Linked DNA regions of Mus musculus: all the other regions are linked to region 1. Evidence: chromatin contacts called from public Hi-C, HiCAR-type, HiChIP or PLAC-seq and promoter capture Hi-C data. All regions are on one chromosome and are shown on one strand. The core of a region is the stretch at or near the end of the contact, and the rest is flanking DNA. Distances in the headings are between cores, read along the strand shown.

What was found. Promoter capture Hi-C pulls out the DNA fragments that hold promoters and counts their contacts. A called contact is a pair of places that touch in the nucleus more often than the background predicts. HiCAR-type assays count read pairs that join an accessible place to other places. HiChIP or PLAC-seq counts read pairs in DNA pulled down with a chosen protein or histone mark.
Region 2: a Hi-C map of LSK cells shows a contact between it and region 1, with 4 times the contacts expected there. The contact joins the promoter of Fbxo33 here to the promoter of Foxa1 in region 1. A contact is called at or near these places in 2 of 39 promoter capture datasets (cranial neural crest and liver), 3 of 484 Hi-C or Micro-C datasets (LSK cells, the N1E-115 cell line and cardiomyocytes) and 3 of 115 datasets of contacts at active chromatin or transcription factors (astrocytes, embryonic stem cells and large pre-B cells).
Region 3: a contact with region 1 is called in a HiCAR-type map of astrocytes, with 5 times the contacts expected there. The contact joins the promoter of Pnn here to the promoter of Foxa1 in region 1. A contact is called at or near these places in 6 of 39 promoter capture datasets (the HPC-7 cell line, cranial neural crest, frontonasal cranial neural crest and 3 more), 2 of 484 Hi-C or Micro-C datasets (LSK cells and pre-B cells) and 5 of 115 datasets of contacts at active chromatin or transcription factors (astrocytes, embryonic forebrain, forebrain and 2 more).
Region 4: a contact with region 1 is called in an H3K27ac HiChIP or PLAC-seq map of embryonic stem cells, with 8 times the contacts expected there. The contact joins the enhancer-like site here to the promoter of Foxa1 in region 1. A contact is called at or near these places in 2 of 39 promoter capture datasets (embryonic stem cells and liver), 10 of 115 datasets of contacts at active chromatin or transcription factors (astrocytes, embryonic forebrain, embryonic hindbrain and 5 more) and 1 of 9 other capture datasets (embryonic stem cells).
Region 5: a contact with region 1 is called in a Hi-C map of pro-B cells, with 2.7 times the contacts expected there. The contact joins the enhancer-like site here to the promoter of Foxa1 in region 1. A contact is called at or near these places in 2 of 39 promoter capture datasets (embryonic stem cells and liver), 1 of 15 datasets of contacts at CTCF or cohesin (large pre-B cells), 3 of 484 Hi-C or Micro-C datasets (B cells, large pre-B cells and pro-B cells) and 5 of 115 datasets of contacts at active chromatin or transcription factors (astrocytes, embryonic forebrain, embryonic stem cells and 2 more).
Region 6: a promoter capture Hi-C map of hippocampal neurons shows a contact between it and region 1, with 5 times the contacts expected there. The contact joins the promoter of Mbip here to the promoter of Foxa1 in region 1. A contact is called at or near these places in 1 of 39 promoter capture datasets (hippocampal neurons) and 1 of 115 datasets of contacts at active chromatin or transcription factors (embryonic forebrain).

The regions. Positions count from the first base shown.
Region 1 is chr12:57,544,160-57,547,727 of GRCm38.p6, forward strand. Foxa1 (forkhead box A1) reads right to left here and starts at 1,952. Exons shown (of 2, transcript NM_008259.4): 1 at 1,505-1,952. The coding sequence starts at 1,576. It also overlaps a transcript of Ttc6 not described here.
Region 2 is chr12:59,217,809-59,221,376 of GRCm38.p6, forward strand. It overlaps Fbxo33 (F-box protein 33), which reads right to left and starts at 1,675. Exons shown (of 4, transcript NM_001033156.4): 1 at 1,052-1,675. The coding sequence starts at 1,671.
Region 3 is chr12:59,064,986-59,068,553 of GRCm38.p6, forward strand. It overlaps Pnn (pinin), which reads left to right and starts at 1,934. Exons shown (of 9, transcript NM_008891.2): 1 at 1,934-2,130; 2 at 2,794-2,865; 3 at 3,300-3,368. The coding sequence starts at 2,018.
Region 4 is chr12:58,973,916-58,977,483 of GRCm38.p6, forward strand. It overlaps Sec23a (SEC23 homolog A, COPII coat complex component), which reads right to left. Exons shown (of 20, transcript NM_009147.2): 15 at 667-744. Among named protein-coding and RNA genes, the nearest start is that of Sec23a, 36 kb to the right of the region's middle. Within about 2 kb of position 1,741, at least 3 of the 459 cell types and tissues checked have an H3K27ac peak or open chromatin away from gene starts, as enhancers often do. A contact at or near this core is called in embryonic stem cells, where this site is marked.
Region 5 is chr12:58,918,441-58,922,008 of GRCm38.p6, forward strand. It overlaps the pseudogene Gm2649. Among named protein-coding and RNA genes, the nearest start is that of Sec23a, 92 kb to the right of the region's middle. Within about 2 kb of position 1,906, at least 26 of the 459 cell types and tissues checked have an H3K27ac peak or open chromatin away from gene starts, as enhancers often do. A contact at or near this core is called in pro-B cells, where this site is marked.
Region 6 is chr12:56,344,097-56,347,664 of GRCm38.p6, forward strand. It overlaps Mbip (MAP3K12 binding inhibitory protein 1), which reads right to left and starts at 1,798. Exons shown (of 9, transcript NM_145442.2): 1 at 1,576-1,798. The coding sequence starts at 1,704.

The sequences.
Region 1 (3,568 bases), core at 702-3,201:
GCGGTGCATACAATTAACTTTAGCGTGACTTTGCATGTATAGCTCTTCACGCTATACAAAACCTCGCGTTAATTCTGTTACCTGTTTGTAGTCCTCTGGCAATTGAAAACTTTGGTAACACAATTCACACACACACACACACACACACACACACACACACACACACACACACACACACCCTGTAACCGATAGTTGCTGCTGCTCACACCAAAGCCTAGGCTTTAGAGCTATAGTTCGGACCAACTTAAAATTCCCAAGTGAAACTCTACTTGCTTTCTCTTAATGCTATTCTGCTTCCTAATTCTCAGCTTTGAGATGTAAGAAAGCTCTTTCTATGGGGGTCTTCTCTGGTGGGCCGAGGTGATTGCATCAAAATTAAACTCCTGAAAGTGGTCTGAGCGCCTACTAAAAGTTATCGGTAAGCGAAATCTCCATCCGTAGCAGTCGAGATAATAACTAGGTGGCTAAAAAACAAGAGTCCTGACGTATAACTGCTTATTTGGTAATCTAACAGAAAATATTGACGTCCTTAAATTTATGTTCATCAGCAAATGTAACTCCATGTGAAACTATAAGAGATGAATAGATTTCAAAAAGAAGACTCAAAAAAGAGATGGTTCCCAAAGAAACACAGAAACGAATAAATAAATCGCCGCGAAGGTCTTTTCGGACTCTGTACTTTTCTGTACAGATCTTAAAGTACTTTGGGATTTATTTCTAGTCCTCTCTCCAAGATCGCACGAGGCTTTCTCGGTAAGCGCTTTCGATAACGGTAATTACACTTTTGAAGGTAATCGGCAGCTGTTTCTAGAAAATACTTTCAATAGGTAGTGGCCCTGCCTGTACCTGATTCTCCTCGCAATGCTTTTGTGCACAATGTAAAATAAACCCAGTGAACATGCCACCAAGGGGACAATGAAGAGAAACAGGTTCTTGGCCCCGAGTTCTGGAAAAAGATTCTGTTCGCACTAGCGCCACCCAGCGGTCCTAGAGACGAACGAATAGACACTTTTCTACAAATGGCTTTTGAAGAATTAAGTTTTATAAAATTTAGAAATCATTCTTTACGAAAAACTCCAACTTCTGCAACAGATCATTTTTATCCAAAGACGTCGGCTAATTACATGGTGTGACCGAGAGGCCTCCCGGTAAGCGAGCACCGACTCTCTCAGTTATTCTTTACTCAAGCCAGAGCCCGCCTGCCCGCCCGCGGCTCCCGGGGCTGGGCTCCAGCCCCGGCTCTCTAGCGGGCAAAGACAAGTGCTTCCCTTCCGGAGCCCGTGTTTTCAAAGCCCAGAGTTTCCCAAAACTCTCCGCTGGTTGCAAGCGCCAGGACCCAGCGGGCAGCGGGCTGATCGAGAGGTCGGGTGGGGGCCACACTGGAAGCCGCGCCTCGGGCGAGCCGCCCCCACCCCGCCCGCCCCAGTCCGGGCAGGAGCCCACCTCGCCTGAGTCTCCCCGGACACCGACTCTGGGGACGCCCCACCGCCTCCCCGCCTCTCACCTCCTGCGTGTCCGCGTAGTAGCTGTTCCAGTCGTTGCTCTCATGCCCTTCCATCTTCACAGTCCCTAACATCCTGGAGCCAGCCCGGCCGACACAACCATCCAACCCTGTGCGGAGCGACGGGCGGGTGCGCTGCTCGGGGCGGGGGAGGGGCGCGGAGCCGCTGCGGTCACCGGAGCGCTCGAGGGCCCAGCGCCACCCGGGCGAGGAGGAAGCCCGGCGCTGCGGGGCGCGGCGTGCGCGGCGGCGGCGGCGCGGCGCGGCGGGAGGGGGCAGCGCCGGGGACAGGAGGCGGCCGCGGAGCGCGGCGCCCGGCAGCGCCTCCGCGGGAAGTGAGCGGGCGGCCTGTGCGAAGCGAGTGCAGTTGAGCTGATGTGGATCTTACGTCGCCGGAGTGCCCACCTCCTCGTCCTCTCCCCATTTGTCCGCCGCACAAAGACGCTCGCACCTACAAAGCCCGAGGTGCACCTGTGAGGCGGCCGCCCGCCAGTCCAGCCGCCGCGCCTCCCGCCCCGCCGCGCCAGCGCCGCGCGCCCCCCGCGCCCCTCCCGCCATCCCCTCCCCCAAACCTGGCCCTCACTTTGTTTACAAAGCAGTATAATTGGTTTAAGCCTCGCGGCTAGGGAAAGAGGAAAATAGGGCGGGTGTGTGTGTGACCCCCTTTGGAAAAGGAAAAAAAGAGAAAGAAAAGAAAAGGAAAAAAAAGAAGAAAAGGAAAAATAGGCGGTGCCTTGGAGGACAGGCCAGGGCTCTGGACCCAAAGAGCTGTGCTGCGGGAGAAGGACCTGGGTGGTGGCATCAGAGCTACAGCGCAAGGATCGTGCTCGCTGAATGACCCCGAGTTCCCTCCTAGAGGTGCTCACCACCCCCTGGACCTTACTACGACTCCGCTCTTGGTCCACTTGGCTCCTTTGCTCCCCTCATCCTGATTCTTGACCCAAAGTTCAACCCTGGAAGACTACCCCTACTTCCCGGCCTTCGGGGCTTGGAGAGGGGAAAAGCCCCACTTTTGCCTCGTCACTAGAAACCCAGTCATCTGAGTCAGCCGAGCAAAGTGACGTTAGGCCGACCTGGGCTCCTGGCGAGCAGAACGGAGGCGCTGCCACGAAACTCGTACCTGCGGCTAAGAGCAGGTGAGTCACAGCACCGTTTTATATTTTTATGACATAACTTTTTTTTTCCGCCTCAGTCCACTCCACTCCCCTTGTCAACTGCAGCGATCAGAAAGAGGAAGAAACTGCGCGCAGATGTTTGTGTGATAAGGCAGGCGGATCCTAGTCAAGCCTGCCTCTCTGCCGGGCTCCTCCTCCTCCTCCTCCCCCCCTTCTACAGCCTCTGGGACCAAGCTAGAGGCGACCGTCTGGTTTCTGATAGAGAAAGGTCAGGGGGAGGGGACATCTTCCTAAACACCGGCATAAACTGGGAGTGTATGGGCCTGGGTGCTGGAACGCATCTGCCACGCTAAATGAGGTGCCAGCCTGAAGCTGGAGTCAGCCCACAGAGGTGCCTGGTCGTCTCTGAGCTGGAAGAGCAGGGCTAGGCTATCAGACTCTCAAAAGGTCCTGGGTAGATGGGGAAAATTCTCCCCCACTCAAAGTCTCTCGCTTTCTTCCAGTTCTTCATAGTTAGTGGCTTGCCCTCGTATCCAGCGGAAAGAGACTAACCAAAGAGATTAGGCTAGACAGAGTGTGTGATAGGTTTGGAGAAGGTGCTTACCCCCCCCCCCATTGACTGCAAGTGTTCGTGAAAATGTATACTACCTCGTGCATTTCGAAGTAAGTGTGACTGTGCGGCCCTTCCTGTGTGTTGCTCCAGTCTGTAGGTATACTAGATTTCCATTAGAAACAATCAAGTTAACTTTAAAGTCACCAAGAGACTAAAATATTCTTGGTTTGCAAAGCTTTTTTTTTAAGGTAATTAATCTCATGTGAAGGAATGTGTTTTCACTTGTCTTCCAAATAGATTACCCCCCCCCCAACACACACACACTCCGTGCTTTGTTCTTTTAAATCTTTCTTCCCTGAAATCTGGCAAGAGAATCAGGTTAAATCCTTGAACCAAATA
Region 2 (3,568 bases), core at 425-2,924, 1.7 Mb after region 1:
CGAAAATATGTATGACACATATGACTTAGTATTAATCACAATCTATTCTCAACTCTATTTAACATAAAGATGGTGGGATATAGATTGTGGAAGGAAGGACACTGCTTAGAGGAAAACTGCCACACAACAGCATGTACATCACTTGACCTAGTAAGCACCCAGTTCTGCTCTCTACAGTACAATATTTTCTGCCCTGACCCTAGCAGTGTTGGAATGTCCAATCACTAATAATTATTTGTAAACTGCTGCAATTATTTTTCTTCCAAATTAAGAGTGACATTGTAAGTTTGGAATGAATATCCAGATAAAGAAAATATAAATATGGTTTGGCAGGCACTAGACTTTCATAGGGACTCTGTGCTGGAGTCCGAATATGGGCCATGAGCTCTAGGTGGAATTACACTAAAGTCCTGATGCACAATGAGTCTCATACTTAACCCCCACAGTATGCCCAGCTCCTTTATCCCACCCCAAGTTAGGTAGCGTTACTTTTGTGTGAATCACTGGGAGTAAGTCCAGCCTGATGGTGTATGGGATGCGGCTTCAAGTCTGACAATTTTCCTCCCCTAATGATTTTAACTAGCACTCCTCCCAGTCTTTGGACATGGCCCAGGCTAGTAAAACTATTTCAGGTAAGAAAAGGACTGTTAAAGAATTCTTATAGGTTAATTCTTGTAATCATGGACATCAGCAAGGAAACTTACTCACCTCGTCACTATGAATTAATTACCCATCACCAATGGTCAAATTCAGAATCAGAAAACCACCTTATTTTTTTGTACAGGCCTCACCCTTAACTCACAACTTTCCCACGCATAAGATAATGGCATTGCCCAGCAGCTCTAGCCCATGGACAAGAACGGATGAATGAAAGCATGCCTGAGACGCTCCAGGAGTCCCGTTATCACCTCTTCTGTCTCCGGAAATAGTCTGGTCAGGAACGGATAGCTGCACCTACACAAGGCCATCCTGAGGCCGGCCGGCACACCCCACGGGATCTTTCCCAAGGCCAGCGGAAGGCCAGACCCTCTCGGTCCCCACGCAAGCCTACCTGTTGTTCCGGATGCTGAGCAGCACGCACAACACCAGCTCCAAGTAGATGCGCAGTACTTCCAGCCAGCGGGAGGAGAGCTGCAGGGCCTCCCCGTCTTCCCCTCCGGTGCCCGTGTCGGTGCCGCCGCCGCTACCGCCGTCGCCCGGGCCGCCGCCTCCGCTCAGATAATTCTCCGCGGCGAACTCAACCCGCAGCTCCCGCACGAACCAGCCGCACTTGCGCATGAGGAACTCTAGCCGCGGCTGCTCCGCGGGCGAGACGCGGAGGCAGATGCGGAGCTGGGGCCACAGCGCTGGGTAGAAGAGGCACTCCCGCCAGTGCGAGCAGGAGGCCGAGGCCCGCAGCCGGTCGGGCGCCGGCAGAAAGGAGAAGATGTGCACGATGAGCTCGCTGGGCAGCGACGCGGCGCCGGCCGCCTGCCCGCACAGAGCCATCCGGCTCGGCCGCCGGCCGCCCGTCCCCGGCCGCCTGCGCAGTCCTCGCAGCAGCCCCCGCAGCCGGCGCAGCTGCAGCAGCCGCAGCCGCTGCCGCCGCCGCCACCGCACCAACCGGGCGGCCCCGGCTCGGGTTCGCGCTCCCGGCGGTCGGGGTTGCGGCACTGACAAGAACAACAACATCAATGACAAGGAAGAAGGGGGCGGAACCGTCGTGCGCCTCGGCGGAACCAAGTGCACTCGGACCGGCTGAGAGGGGGGAAAAGCTGGCGCGGGGAGGCCTGCACGCCGCTGACTTTCCGTACCGCAAGCAAGTGCTCCCCGGCCGGCCCGGGCAACGACCTCGAAATCCTCTCTCGAACGGACCAGGGATGCGGAGGCGACCGCGCTGCTTCCGAGGAAACCGTGGTTCTCCCGGTACCCGGACGCGGAGGCTCGGTAGTGGTAGGGACTGAGAGTGACGTCACGGCGACGGGCGGAGCCTGGCGCGGCTTTGCGAGACTTCCGGAACCGGGGGAGCTCCTGGTTGCCTGGATCGCGCGGCACGTGACCGTTGACGTCAGCGACCCGGGGCGGGGCTAGAGGCGTGGGGGCGGGGCCACTCTGGGCGTCCCTCGCCGGGTAGGTCTGGCCCTTGCAGCGTGCTCGAGGCGGAACCCCGGCGTGCTGCGCTAAGTCCCGACGCTTTCTCATTCGCTGGGCTGAGGTCGCGGCGCCCGAGGGCTCGCACGCCGGCTTCTTTTTACATCTTGTTCAGAGCAGGACAAAATCGGCTTCCCAGGAAAGGCGGATCGTGGCGGCACGCGGACCTTCCTCTTCCGACGTGCGGAGGCCGCACACGCCCCATTGCTGAACCAGTGACGGCAGCGCCACCTTTCGTCTTTAGAGGGGCAGGAAAAAAATGGCTAACGATTTTCATCTTGAGGGCTGGTACCCAGACTTAAATGCTCTCTGAACCCTTGTCTGCAAAAGTTCTGTATAATTAGTATGTTTTATTAATAGCTAACGATCACTTAGTGGTAACATCAAATTAGGAAGTTAAGACAGGTTTTAATTTTCAGTTTCTTAAAGTCATTGAAGTGTTTGTGAAGAGAGCTGTGGATACCTCTTCAGTGTACCACTGTACTTCTGTAACAACACACCCCTGTATACAAAAGTAACATGGATGAAATAAAGTAGCTATTTTGATAGTCTCTGATACTCCTACAAATAAGTTGGAGAGGAGAGCTTTTCTTTAGTTTGGTGCCCCCAAAGAAAGGGATTTTAAAAACAGCCCTTCACGTTCTCAGCATGCGAAGTATCTCAGTCAAATTGTAGGAAGCAGCGATATCTAAAGGGTTAAGAGATTTTTTTTTTCTTTTCGTTTTTCGAGACAGTTTCTCTGTGTAGCCCTGGCTGTCCTGGAACTCACTTTGTAGACCAGGCTGGCCTCGAACTCAGAAATCTGCCTGCCTCTGCCTCCCGAGTGCTGGGATTAAAGGCGTGTGCCACCACGCCCGGCGTGGTTAAGAAATTTTATGTCTGCTGCTTCAAACCACACTAAGAAACTAGCTAGTCTAGATATCTTTAGCTCTGTGATGTAACAGCAGACCTTCTGTCACATTTCTTTTATACAGTTTGGTGTCACGAACCTAGTAAACTACCAATAATAGTATTTTTTTGTTTTTGTTTTTGGTTTTTGTTTTTTGTTTTTTGAGACAGGGTTTCTCTGTATAGCTCTGGCTGTCCTGGAACTCACTTTGTAGACCAGGCTGGCCTCGAACTTGGAAATCCGCCTGCGTCTGCTTCCCGAGTACTGGGATTAAAGGCATGTGCCACCACGCCCGGCTCAATAATAGTATTCTTTTACCTCTAAATTTACATCAGCTCAGTTGGTACTTTGAATAAAAAATGTATTCCAGGTAGGTCATTTCTTTGAACCCTTGTCTGTAAAATTCTATGTAATTACCGTTTTATAAGCATTCAATGAACATTAAGTGGTAACAGTAAATCAGGGAATTAAGACTTGGATTTGGACTTCAGTTTCAAAGTCATTTAAGTATTTTGAAGAGAGCCGTAGACTTCTGGAGCTCCACTTTAG
Region 3 (3,568 bases), core at 684-3,183, 1.5 Mb after region 1:
GCTCGCCATGAAAGCGAGAAGAGGTTATCGGGTTCCCCTGACTGGAGCTATCGGTGGTTGTAAGCTGCCCTGAGGGCGATAGGAACCACACTCAGGCCCTCTTGGAAAACAGCCAGTTAGATTAACCACTGGGTCATCTCTCCAATGCCAAACATTTATTTTATTCCTGAGTGTGTGTGTGTGTGTGTGTGTGTGTGTGTGATATGTATTATAAATATATAAATAGATGGGAGGGGACACCTGGGTTCAGTTCCCAGCATCAACATTAACCTTGTCTGTAACTCCAGTTCCAGTGATCCCACCCCCCACTTCTGGTCTCTAAGGGCATCATGCATACATGCATGTAGTTGCACAGATAAACATGAGGGCAAAATACCCATACATGCAAAATAATAGTAAAATTTAAAAGATCCTATCTTTTATGTATAGATAACTCAGTGAAACCTTGTTTACAATTAGAATTAAATAATTTTTAGACTTAATTGCTTTTTACCAAAGAAAAAATCTTGGTTTTCTATATTGCTTCCTGCTAATATGCTATACACCTTCAAGCTTCTTCAAAGATATTTCCTGTCACCCTCTCCTTTTCTCCCTTTCTCTCTCTCCCTCTCCCCCTCCCCACCCTTCTCTCTGAGGGGGAGTAAGTATTTCCAGACAGGATTCTCTGGCTGTCCTGGAACTAGCTCTGTAAACCAGGCTAATCCACCTGCCTCAACCTGTCATGTGCTGGGATTAAAAGGCATGTTACCACCTGACTTTTCTCTTCTTCTTCTTCTTCTTCTTCTTCTTCTTCTTCTTCTTCTTCTTCTTCTTCTTCTTCTTCTATTTCTTCTTCTTCTTCTCCTCCTCCTCCTCCTCCTCCTCCTCCTCCTTCTCCTCCTTCTCCTCCTCCCCTTCCCCCCTTCTTCTTTTTGGTTTTGGTTTTATTCAAGACTGGGTTTTTCTGTGTATCCTTGGCTGTCATGGTATTCGTTTTGTAGATAACAGGTGCTGTTAACATTGATAAGATAATGAAATTCTTCCTCACCTATCCAGTTATGAGCCTCCACACAAATAGCATACAGGATAAGACCAAGTTACTGTTACTAAAAACAAAACAAAAATTCTTGTTCCTTTTCAGGGAGAAAACTTGTAAGGATTTGACCTTTGCATTTGTGTAACATTTTTCCGAACTAAAACGTGTACCTCTATGTCAAGTACAAAACCAGCGTCCATATTGGCATTGTGGGTAGGGCAAAGTGGAATCCAGAAAATACACACAGGAAACCACTGGCAACTTCTCCAGACCCTCTATTATACCCGCAGGCATTAGGCCCTGCTGGAAACAACTTTGCTCAGGATCAGAATATAAATTGCCTCTTCATCGAGATCTGACGACCTGTTGGACCTAGGTCCGCAGCCTCAATTTCCTTATCATTAAGCACCATCTCATTCAAGTTTCTAGTTTTTAACGACTAAGGCACGCAAAGCGATTCTCAGTGTCCACAATAACTATTAGCTGTTAGGATGAAGACTCCTGGTGGTTCAGTTCACTAATGGAAGACAGCCTGCGCCTCCCTGCACTCTGGGCATGCGCAACAGCCATTATTTGCCATGCCCTTTTCTGATTAAACCTCTTGGGGAAGGAAAAAAAGGATGTATAGCCTCTTCCGTCCCATGGGAAGAGTTTAGGCGCACTATGAAGTCAGCGACATGTCAAGTTTAAGAGGATGCCTTTGCAGACCCCCGAGATTGGATCTATCACACCGACGTAATCCCTCCCCGCTCTGCGCAAGCAGCGGAGCGCAACCACGGCAGGCGGCGAGGGGAGGAGCTGAGTGACTTGCCGGCTTCTCATTGGTCCAGAATCACGGATCGACAAGCTTCTTCCCCTTCCGGTCCTCGGGTGGTCCAGGCCCGAGAAGAAGCCCGCGATCATTGGCTGGGGCCGGCTGTCAGTCCTTCCGCGTGGAGCGGCGGGCGCGGTGCGGCGCTGCGCGGCCTGGAGAGCGGTCGCGAAGCCTGCTGCAGAGAGAAGATGGCGGTCGCCGTGAGAGCTTTGCAGGAGCAGCTAGAGAAGGCCAAAGAGAGCCTCAAGAATGTGGACGAGAATATCCGCAAGCTCACCGGGCGGGACCCGAATGATGTGAGGTACGGATCGGACGGAACCCCAGAGGTTGGCGAGGTCCGGGGCCTCGGGGCCGGGCGCACCCGGGACAGAGGGCAACCGGCCGCTTGTGGGCCGACTGGGGTCAAGGGGCCCGTTTCCCGGGCGGCGGGCGAGCCCTCTGCTCGGCTAGGCGGGGAGACGCCATGCCTGCGCCTAGGGCACTGGGTGCGAGTGCTTGCGAATGGAAGGAAGGCCCGCCCGGCTGCCCGGCGTGGTTTCCGCGCCCCCGGGAAGGCCGAGACCACGGCTTCCCGCCCTTGGCGCTGCAGGCCCGGAACTGCAGTACAAAGCCCCTTTCCACCCCTGCGGCTCCGAACCCTTGTCAAGTCGGAGACCCCCGGGGGAAGCAGTGGCTGCCTCTCCCTGCTGGCTTGGGTGTCCTTCCCTTGAGGTTGGCAGATAGGACCTGACCCAGACTTATTAATATGTAGCAGTCTCGAGATACATATATTTTCGTAACGGTGGTCTTGGGGAAGCAAGAAAGAGGATTTTAATGTTTGGTTTCGAAGAAGTGGATCTGAAACGGTCATTTTAGAATTATTTGTGTTCATTTCTACGTAGTGTGTACCTTAGTGTGTGGAAGTATATGAAGCCCTCTCATGTGTCTGCATAGGACTTTTACACTGATTATAATTCTTTTTTAGGCCCATCCAAGCCAGATTGCTGGCCCTTTCTGGTCCTGGTGGAGGTAGAGGACGAGGTAGCTTATTGCTAAGGTAAGGAGATGATAACTGCCTTGTTTCTAATAAATGTATTGCAAAAGTAGAGGTTGGAGAATATTAGAACAGTTTCATATGCACTACACTTGGGAGGCAGAGGCAGGCGGATTTCTGAATTCAAGGCCAGCCTGGTCTACAAAGTTACAAAGTGAGTTCCAGGACAGCCAGGGCTATACAGAGAAACCCTGACTGGGGGGTGGGGGTGGGGGGGGGACAGTTTCATATAAACTTAACTGTTTTTAAGTTCTGTTAAGGCTTTTGACATCTAAGAATGTAATTGGTGGTAGGGTGTTGTTCATGTAATTGTTTGCTTAAGTTTGCTTCACTTGTGTTTTTCTTCTTTATGAAATCAACTAAATTCTCTAGTCGACTAGAAATACCAGTTTCTGCTAATGTTTCTCGAGCTTTAGGTTGGATGTTTCTCATTGCAGGCGTGGATTCTCAGATAGTGGAGGAGGACCCCCAGCCAAACAAAGAGACCTGGAAGGGGCAGTCAGTAGGTATGGTTTCAAAAGATGTCTGGAGAGTCAGTACCCATCTTGTTTTCTGGGACACTACAGATATTTCTATGTCATTGGGATTGATTTGAACTGGGCTAGCCCAGTTTACAGAACTCAGTGGGATTAGAAGTAACACGTTCTGTTTTGTACTTTAAAAAACACCAAGAAACGTTTGGATATGAGAAGAGAGCAAAGCTTGG
Region 4 (3,568 bases), core at 491-2,990, 1.4 Mb after region 1:
GATAAACAAGGGGGAAAAAAAGGTTGCAGTTTCAGGACAAAGCTTTTTAAGGCAAAAATGAATTTCACTGAAATACTGAAGGTGCAAAATTACGATCCTAGCACTTGGAAGACTAAGACAAGAACATGACAAGTTCAAAACTAACCCTAGCTACATAACAAGACCCTGTATTAAAAACAGGAAAACAAAACAAACAAGCAAACAAACAAAAAGGCAGACCAACCAGAGATGGTAAAGAAACTGTAAGGCAAGTTTAAGCTCACACTTCTTACCTGGCATGGCATTATAAAACTGTTCACAGGGGATGATAATAGGCCATTATCCCATTATGTGGTAAAATAACCACATAAGTTTATTTGGTATCACTGTATTTCGAACCCCTTATCTCAGATGGCAAGCTAACAGGGTTTAACCTTGCTTGCGCCCATAGTAAGTCTCCAAGCACCGCAAATAAATAATAACTATTTGTAAGCCCCATGTAGGGATATTTTATCATTTACCACAAGCATAAAATTAACTTCTGAGTTATCCCAAAATTTACCTAACTAAAAGAATAATCCAGTAAAAATATGTTCATATGTGATTACTAAAAGACAAACAACAAAAAAGATGAAACTCAATGCTACTGGTAATAAGGAAAAAGAAAGTGGCCTTTGGCTTACTCACCTGAGGATAAAGAGAAAATGTTTCTGAAAACCGGAAGGAATTTGGATCATCTTTGTGATACTCTCCAAATTTTTGACACTGAATAAAATAAAACATTAGCAATTTGTTCCTGGTAAAGTAACTGAAAATTCTGCCCACTAAAAATCTATTTATAAAAAGTTGCTAATTTTAGGGAAACAGATACTCAACATAGGGTAAAGTTGGAATATTATGTATTGACTTAGCAAGGGACTGATTACAACCAAAAAAAAAAAAAAAAAACTATTTGAATTTCGGAAATATAGCAACAACTCACCCTAAAATGTTTAGATTTGTTGTTATAAGCAAATGTCTTTTGTAGCAAATAGAGAATATGTAATGCCAATGGGAGGAGGAGGAGGCCAACAGAAACTTCCTAAGACTACCACCGTATCTTTTTCAATACTGTCCACGGATAGAAAGACACACAATCAATGCACTACAGGAGCTACAAAAATAAACTTCTGGTACAAAGTATGCTATACTGAAAGTGCCCAAGGAGCTGGAGAGCTGGCTCAGAGGTTAAGAGCACTGACTGCTCTTCCCAAGGCCATGAGTTCAATTCCCAGCAACCACATGGTGGCTCACAACCATCTGTAATGGGATTTGATGCCTTCTTCTGGTGTGTCTGAAGACAGCTATGATGTACTCATATACATAAAAAAAGAAAAAGTGCGGGGCTGGTGAGATGGCTCAGTGGGTAAGAGCACCCGACTGCTCTTCCAAAGGTCGGAAGTTCAAATTCCAGCAACCACATGGTGGCTCACAACCATCCGATCACGAGATCTGACTCCCTCTTCTGGAGTGTCTGAGGACAGCTACAGTGTACAGTGTACTTACATATAATAAATAAATAAATAAATCTTAAAAAATAAAAAAGAAAAAGTGCCCAAAAGAAAAAGAGTCAAAGGAAAACCAAGCCTAGTGAAGAAAAAGATTTACAGAGTCAGAAGTTAGACTGAGGTAAGTCATGTCACAGGCAACAGAGAAGCAGGTCATGTATTCTCGAGACCATGGCAAGAGGCATCCAGCTGCCTCACCCAAGGATGAGCTCCTACTACAACAGCCATGACCTCACCCACCAGCCTCACTGTGTTAAGTAAGTCTCTGCCCCACAGGCCTATGTGCTGGAGGCTTGTTCACCAGCTCACAGGGGGGGGGGGGGGGGGGGGGGGAAGAGTGCCCAATAGGAGGTATTTTGGTCACTGAAGGAAGCATTTCTTGACGAGAACTGTAGAATCAGTCTTTCTTACTGCAGCGTCACACAGGCCTAAAGCCATAGGCCATAAACCGCAACCTCTGAACGATGAGCTGAAATAGAGCTTTCTCTGTTGGGGTGAAGGAAATATGACTAACATTTGGATAATGCCATTCTGTTTTGGACCTCATACAACCAAGGCACATAAAACAGGCAATAGATGTTACACAAAAAGTAGATACAGTCAAAAAAGACTATCTGCCTTTCTCCCAAATTACCTCCACTGGTCTCTTGATGTGACACAAGATCAAAGTAAACTTTTCACTGCTCTATCAATAACCTGTCCTCTGTGTACATGTTGTAAAATGTTCACTGTGTGGCTAACAGCTTGCTATGCATAGTGAGGAAACTTAAATTTTGTGCTTGATGCAATTGTCTCGTTTGGTTATTCACTAGGTCCTAATGATTTTTAATCAGTGTTTCTCTTTTAAAAATATATCAGATAATTACAGCAGTTTGTGAAGTTGAGGTATGAGATAAAAGAGAAGCCTAAACTTGCTAAAAAAAAAAAAAAAAAAAAAAAAAACTCCTTAAAAATTAAAAATTGCAATCCTAGCCGGGCATGGTGGCGCACGCCTTTAATCCCAGCACTCGGGAGGCAGAGGCAGGAAGATTTCTGAGTTCGAGGCCAGCCTGGTCTACAAAGTGAGTTCCAGGACAGCCAGGGCTACACAGAGAAACCCTGTCTCAAAAAAAAGAAAAATTGCAATCCTGCGTCTTTTGCAAAAGAAAAAGAAAAAAATTTTTCAATAGAAGGTGTCCAATGGGTTTTATGCAAGTTGATGGTGCAGAGTGCACTATAAAACTGTAGTGCCATGCATGACAACCTGTGAATGCAATAGCTCCAGCAAGATGGTCAGGACACTGTACTGCAGGTCACAGCTACTGCCCAAGTGCACACACTGGACACTTCAGCTTTTAGACCCTTAAAACAACACAACATTTATGAAGACAAAGTCATTTTCTATGAAAAGGCCCAAGAAGCAATCCATTTCAGAGCACAATTTATTAGCCACATGGAAAGCTCACATGGTTGGTGACATGAAAACACTAACATGTAAAATTAGTCAGTAAAATGCTAGGGCAAAGTGCAACCCAGGAAACAGGAGCCCTTCTATTTTAGCACACAGTACAAGAGCTAAGGAGTCAGCACACTGGCTGGATGGGGCCTTGAGTACAATTACCAACACAAGAAAGGTTTTTTAAAAGTTCCATTTAAAACAAAGTACTGGGGCTGGAGAGCTGGCTCAGTGGTTAGGAACACTGGCTCTTCTTCCAGAATTCAATTCCCAGCAACATCACATGGTGGCGCTGGCCCTCTTCTGGCATGTAGGTGTACATGCAGAAAGAGTACTCCTACATTCAAAATACGTAAATAAATTTAAAAAATAAACAAAGCAGAGCACTGAATCAAAGCACTGGGTACAGGCCACATGATGCTAAGAAGCCTGTGCAATAAACTGGGAATAGCTTCTCTGTCAGGGTGGGAAGTTCAGGATTGTGTATCACTCTTCTATTGATAGTGGTGATAGTCAAGAAAACTTCTTGGCTACATGACATTCTTCTGCTGTTTTGAAGAAGCTCAGGTGAGATACTTAAATATTCATCCCCATCTAGAATCAAAGA
Region 5 (3,568 bases), core at 656-3,155, 1.4 Mb after region 1:
CCACCGCCCAGCTTCAGCCAGAGCTCTTAATCACTGCGCCATCTCTCCAAGATCTGGGAGGAATTGGGGGAGAGGAATCTGTAATCATAATATACTGTATGGAAAAAAATCTATTTTCAATAAAAAGAACAATATTGCTTTAATTTTTTTAAAAATTCTTTGAAAAAATATTTGAAGCTACAATTGTATACCTGAAAAAGAATTTATAAAACAAAACCAAGCTCACATGTATAATCCCAACACTCAAGAGGCTGAAACAGGAGGATGGCCATGAGTTTGACACCAGCCTGAGCTACAGAGGGATATCCAATCGCAAAAAAAGAAAAAGAAAAAGAACTTAGCGCCTGAAAATAAAAATCTTTCATCTTTCCATCAGTGTCTACATAGGGGGAAGAACATACATTTCATCTAACTCAGAAAAGATTTGCTTATAACCTAAGGATTGCCTTTTTTCTGTTTTTAAATTTGGAGGATTAATATTAGAATCTTCACTAAGGAAGTTTTCTCTGGTTCCCTCCCAGATTGCTGCTATTCATTTTAGTAACAAGCCAGTGAGTTGTACAATACGTAATCACAGACAACATGTGCCACAAATAAAATGCTAGGTCCTGGTCATTTTTAAATAAACCATTAATCTTACTCTAAATTAGAAACAATTCGAGAAAGGCTCTGTAAAGAATGATAGTGGTGCTGGAGAGATAGCTTGTTTGTCAAAGTGTTTATCTTACAAACATGAGGACCCAAGTTCCAGACCCAGCACCCAGGCATGGTGATGCACACCGTAACCCCAGCAACGGAATGATGGAAGCAAGGGTCCCTGGAGCCTGCTGTGCACACAGCCTAGCCTACTTGGCAAAGTCCAGGCCAGTAAGAGACCTGTGTCAAAAATAAAGAAAGAAGAAAAAAATAGGCCAATACCTGAGGAATAACACTTGAGGTCATCTTCTTGCCTCCACAGACATATGCACATGTGCACACACACACACACACACACACACACACACACACACACACACAAAACTGATACTGAGTAGCTTCAATCTGAAGCCGACATGTCTCTGTGCAAGCCTGTGTGCTTCTGGCAGGTTTTCCCAATAAGTGACTATGCATAGGAACCCTCCCTTCATAACCTCTTTACTGCGTTAACAGTTTTAAACTAGGGTTAGCATAGCAACTCCCTTTTTATTCTGAATGTGGTGGTTTGAATAAGAAATGCCCTCTATAGACTCAGACACTTGAACACTTGGTCCCCAGTTGGTGGCGCTGTTTGGGGAGGTGGAACAGCCCTGCTGAAGGAAATACATCACTGGGGATGGGCTTGACAGGCCCTTGGTCCTGTGAAGGCTAAATACCCCAGTGTAAGGGAATGCCAGGACCAGGAAGCAGGAGTGGGTGGGTTGGTGAGCAGGGGGAGGGGAGAGGGGAGAGGGGGTTTTCCGAGAGGAAACCAGGAAAAGGGATAACATTTGAAATGCAAATAAAGAAAATATCTAATAAAAAATTAAATATCTAGATAGAATGAATAAATCTTTAGAAAAATGTAAAAAAAAAAAAAAAAAAAAAAAAAAGAATTTGTAACTTTGGGCCTAGAGACTAGAGAGATGGCTCAGCAGTTAAGAGCACCGACTGCTCTTCCAGAATTCCTGAGTTCAATTCCCAGCAACCACATGATGGCTCACAACCATCTGTAATGGGATCCGATGCCCTCTTCTGGTATGTCTGAAGAGAGCAATGGTGTACTCATATACATAAAATAAATAAATACATCTTTAATAATAGTAAATAAAAGAATTTACAACTTCTCCCAGCTTTTCATTCTCCGTCTCTGCTTCCTCTGTGGTTTGTGGCTGAGGATGTGACCACTCAACTTTCTGCCTCCTGCCCTTCCGCGTGCTACCATCCCTACCCACCGTGAGGGACTCCCATCCATCAGGAACTGTAAGCCTTGCTCAGCCGTGACATTTGCCACAGCGACAGAACAGTTTTCACTTTTTTTTCTAATTGTTATTTTTAAATAACTACCTAGACTACAAAATAAATAACATTTGATTTAAAAAAAATTTTTTTTAAGGCACAGTCTTATAATCCCTATGACCATGGTAGCAACTTGGGCCTAGTCCAACAGAGGCTGAACTTGCGAGCCTGACAGGCATTCAACAAGCCTTGTTCACCCCTGGCTCTGCACCCAGATGCTGTTCAGATGCTAGGCCTGCCCAGGCCTCAGTGATGGTAAAGTATTTCCTGGACCAGAAAGTGCTCTAAGTTCCTGAGACCAAGAGATCACTGCCATGTGGCAATGGAACCCAAATCTCTATAGCAAACACAGCTTAACTGAACACACAGTGCACGGGGAGGTGACCCCTGACTGGAATCTTCTGTCCTGAAGACTCCTGACCAAGATCAACAGGCTGGTACATTGGGTAAAACAGGTGCTTCCTGCCAATGTCGATCATTTGATGTACATCCTGGAAGACTCTATTGTAGAGCCACAGAATCACACAACGGCATTCATGTGAAACTTCAAACACAACCAGCTGATGGTGTGGAGCAGTGATGTGTGAACTCTGATGACAGCTGCTGGACCGAAACCCACAGGAAGCCTCGAGCTTCCTTATTTGGCATCTCCAGAGCTGTCCAGGAACTTGGTCTGCCCATTTCAAAAGCAATGTGACCAAGACAATGAAGAGTTTTTAATTACATCTTGGCAAAGCTACGAGGTGGGGCTCTTTCCAGTATACTTCTTGGGGCAGCAAAAGAAGCCAAAGATGATCTGGCCAGTGCAGAGAAGGCCAAGGGCCTGGCTTACAAGGCTGACATCAAGCAGCCTCAGCAGCAATAACAGTTTGGCAGAGCCCACCAGCCAGGATAAATCAGTGCACTCTCCCCTCTCCTCCCCTCTCCCCTCTCCCCTCTCCCCTCTCCCCTCTCCCCTCTCCCCTCTCCCCTCTCCCCTCTCCCCCCCCTCCCCTCTCCCCTCTCCTCCCCTCTCCCCTCTCCCCTCTCCTCCCCTCTCCCCTCTCCCCTCTCCCCCCCCTCCCCTCTCCCCTCTCCCCCCCTCTCCTCCCCTCTCCCCTCTCCTCCCCTCTCCCCTCTCCCCCCCTCCCCTCTCCCCTCTCCTCCCCTCTCCCCTCTCCCCTCTTCCCCTCCCCTCTCCCTTCTCCCCTCTCCCCTCTCCACTCTCCCCTCTCCCCTCTCCCCCCTCCCCTCTCCCCCCTCCCCCCTCCCCCCTCCCCTCTCCCCTCTCCCCTCTCCCCATTACACTTTATTACTGAAAGTCCACTACCAGCCCTTCCTGCTGCCTGGATGGTGGGTTGCAGCAGGAGTCTTGTACGGCATCTGGAGTGTACCAGGCTCAGTGTCCACTGTTCCTAATCTCACCCATTGGGCAGCTGGTGACTGGTGCAGAGGGCTGTAGTGACATTCCCAAGGTCACGAGCAGTACGCGGAGCTCCTTGTTTTAATCTCTGATCTGTCCCAAGTACATGGAACAATATTTAGCTCATTACATGTTCTCCATCAGCAAATGATTTGATTGGTCCCAGGAAAAAGCAAATTTAGAAAACGATTT
Region 6 (3,568 bases), core at 548-3,047, 1.2 Mb before region 1:
AATAATTCAATGATATTTAAGGTGAACTTAGACATATTACAATTTACATCTTAAAAGTCCCTTTAATTTGTTGCGAAAGGACACATTCCGCAGGGGCAACTTTATAAGTGTGGATGGCTTTCATCCTTAATCACGCATCTCAAAATACATATTACTAAAATAGCATTTAATTAATTTTTTAAAAAATCTTATATTTGACACTTGTTAAAGGACCCTTTACTGTTACAAAAACTTCATTTTCTCTACACATTTTTGGCAAGTGGCATAAGTTAAGTTTAATCATTTTTCCATTTGAACCTTTGAGATAAATTTATATAATTAAAAAACTCAGTATGCAAAATTTAGATATTTTATAATTCAAATAATTTATCAATGTAAATTATTTTGCAATTTCTAAGCATAATATTTGAGAAGATTTTTCTCATCTTGACATTAGAAATATAAATGAATAAATCTTTAAGTTCCAAATCCACGCCAAAAAGTTCTCTAACTTTTAAACTATTTAAAGATCTGAGATGTTACTACTGAAATATTAATAAGGAAAGTGCTTAAGACTTTGTAAGAATTTTTTTCCTAATTGCTTATCAAGCAACTGAGTTTAATTTTTTTTAACTTTTCGAAGTCCAGTAACACCAAACAGAATGTACAACTCAAGTAGTTTGCCAGTCAGAATAAACTTACTAAGGTTTTCCAACTAAGGATTTTAAAAATAATCCTCACAAATCAGGTAAATGTCCTATTCTCACTGGTGGTACCACTGCCCTTGACATAAATGTGTGCTGTGTCCATTTCAAGCACTATAACCAGTCCCCAAACAAATTAGGAAACATGTTTGACACAAAACTCTTCTAAAAGCAGGCAAACATACTTTTGTTCCTTATTTAAACATTGCCTCATTTACATCACGACTATCTAGTAAAGTGTAACCTAGTTTTTAAAATCCAGGTTTACTGTGACATTTTCTGTAAAGAGCAATTAGCTAAGCTACACGACAGTCGTAATGTAGTTAGAAGTGGCCACACATAACTCATCCAACAATTCACACTAAAATTTAGGTATACTACAAATGAAATTGTGGAAATCCTTATATATCCCTCCCCGTTTAAAAGAGTAAGAGATGCAATAAATGGCAAGAGAAACAAAAAACAGAAAAACAAACAAATAAACAAAAAACCCCAGAGTAAATCACCCCCCAAGGAGTGGGGATGGCGCTAGGAAAAGTTTCAGGCCATATTAACCAGTGAGTTTCTGCGATAAATACACTGGAGGCAAAAGGACCGTGATCGCCAGGAACCTCCTTCACCCTCATCACCTTTTAGGCATCTTTTGGGCAAGCTTTCGTCGCCAGGACCCCAGTTTTCTCCAGACCTTGGCCATCAAGCGTGCCGCTGGCATCTCCCGGTCCCAGGAGCTGGGCCCAGGGTCTTCCGGGTGTCACAGCCCGGCCACGGCACACCAGCGGCACACACCGTGCCAGCGGGGCTCCGCGACCCCCGCCTCCGAGAGAACTAAGGGGACAAGGACCGGGATGCTCTCCCTCCCCACCCACCCCTTCCCCGCCGCACCCCCACTTACCTGTCTTGTCAGGGTGTGCAAGGAGCGAAAGACTTCGCAGAGGACCTCGCGGGTGAGGAGGGGGCTGGAGCATTGCTCCAGGCTCCTCTCGCTGCCGCTTGAGGAACTAAGCTCCGCAGCAGCAGCCATGACACCTTCAAAGCAGCCCCCCAACCACCGCGAACAGCGCTCACCCCACCCCTCCCTCGCGGACTTCGTCGCACTGAGATGACGTAAAACTAGAGCGTCTCACTTAGAGCTTGAGGATAGGCCCCACCCTCTGTGTGTGACAGACACACAGGAAGACCAATCAAGAGCAAGGATAGCTGTGCTCCGAGGGAACTTGTGTATGTGAAGCTGGACCTTCTGTCTGGTGGTGTTTTCTGTGGTCCACCTTGGTTTAGAAACCTACTTGGCTCTTAGATGCTCCCTGTGAATGTTGGCAGAGCCTTACTCTTAAGTGTTAGAATTTGAGTCCCGCTATTAAAATTTAAAATGTTAACAGTCGAGTTGTCTTGGAAAAAGATTGCGGGTTAGTGATGGAGCAGTGCTTTACAATTTTCTAATTACTAGAAACTTGACCCAGGATGATCGTTACTGGATAGAACATTTTCATCTCTATAAGACTGTTTGATATGAGGAATTTAAAAAGAACACAAGGGCTACATTATGCTTCTTTTTCCTACCATAGAACGACATTGATGACTACACCTGCAAAATAGTTTATGTCAAAGTTCTGACATGCAACGGGTTCTCAGTGCAATCACTGGACACTTGACCTTAAAATTGTTTCAATATAAATCCAATAGAAATATAAACCAGCCGGGCAGTGGTGGCGCACGCCTTTAATCCTAGCACTTGGGAGGCAGAGGCAGGCGGATTTCGAGGCCAGCCTTGTCTACAGAGTGAGTTCCAGGACAGCCAGGGCTACACAGAGAAACCCTGCCTCAAAACAAAACAACAAGAAAGAAAAGGAAGAAAGAAAGAAAGAAAGAAAGAAAGAAAGAAAGAAAGAAAGAAAGAAAGAAAGAAAGAAGGAAAGAAAGAAAGAAAAGACCAATTTATTCCATGTAACCACACTCTTTAAAATTAGGATATAAAACTAAATCGACTCTTGTTGGGTATTATTAGATAGCTTTATTTTAGCGAAAAAAGTTATAATTTTATAATGTAGAGTTCTATTAATTTTTTTTTCCTTTGAGACAGGGTTTCTCTGTATAACCCTGGCTGTCCTGGAACTCACTCTGTAGACCAAGCTGGCCTCAAACTCAGAAATCTGCCTGCCTCTGCCTCCCGGATGCTGGGATTAAAGGCATGCTCCACCATGCCTGGCTCTATTAAATTTTTAAAACAAGCTTAAAAGATAAAGGACAAAAGAATTAAAACTCTGGCGGCAGTGGCTCAGGCCTTTAATCCCAAAGCACTAGGGAGGTAGAGGCAGGTAAATCCCTTATGAGGCCAGCCTGGTCTACAAAGTGAGTTCCAGGACAGCAAGGGCTACACAAAGAAACCAAAGCTCGAAAAGCAAGCAGGCAAGCAAGCAAGCAAACAAACGATTTAAAACTCTTCTTCATGATAGTTGAGTGCATTTAACATACAGGAAGTGGAAGTATGAAGTTAATGGGTAGTCTATCCTTAGAGAGCAGACTGAATAAAGGAAGAAATAAGGAATTAAGGGACACTAGGATAAGGAGAGTAAAAATGAAAGAACTCCTTTTACCTGTCTAAGGAGCCTTTTACTCACTTATATCCAGAGACTTCTGGTATTATCAGACTTAACAGGATCTTGAGAAAGCTGGTCTGTTTCCTTGTTAGCAGAAAGATGTAAACTTAGGTTTGACAATACAATCTTCACAAGATTCAAGCACCCTCTCATTCAAGTCACTCATATCTGTAATAGAAGTTCACGATTCATCGCAATGTTAACACACTTTGTCTCTGAGTTTCTGGTTAATGGGTGACAATTGTAATGTGGAGTCTAAGAGTCCTTGTTCTGTACCAAGTAATGAAATCA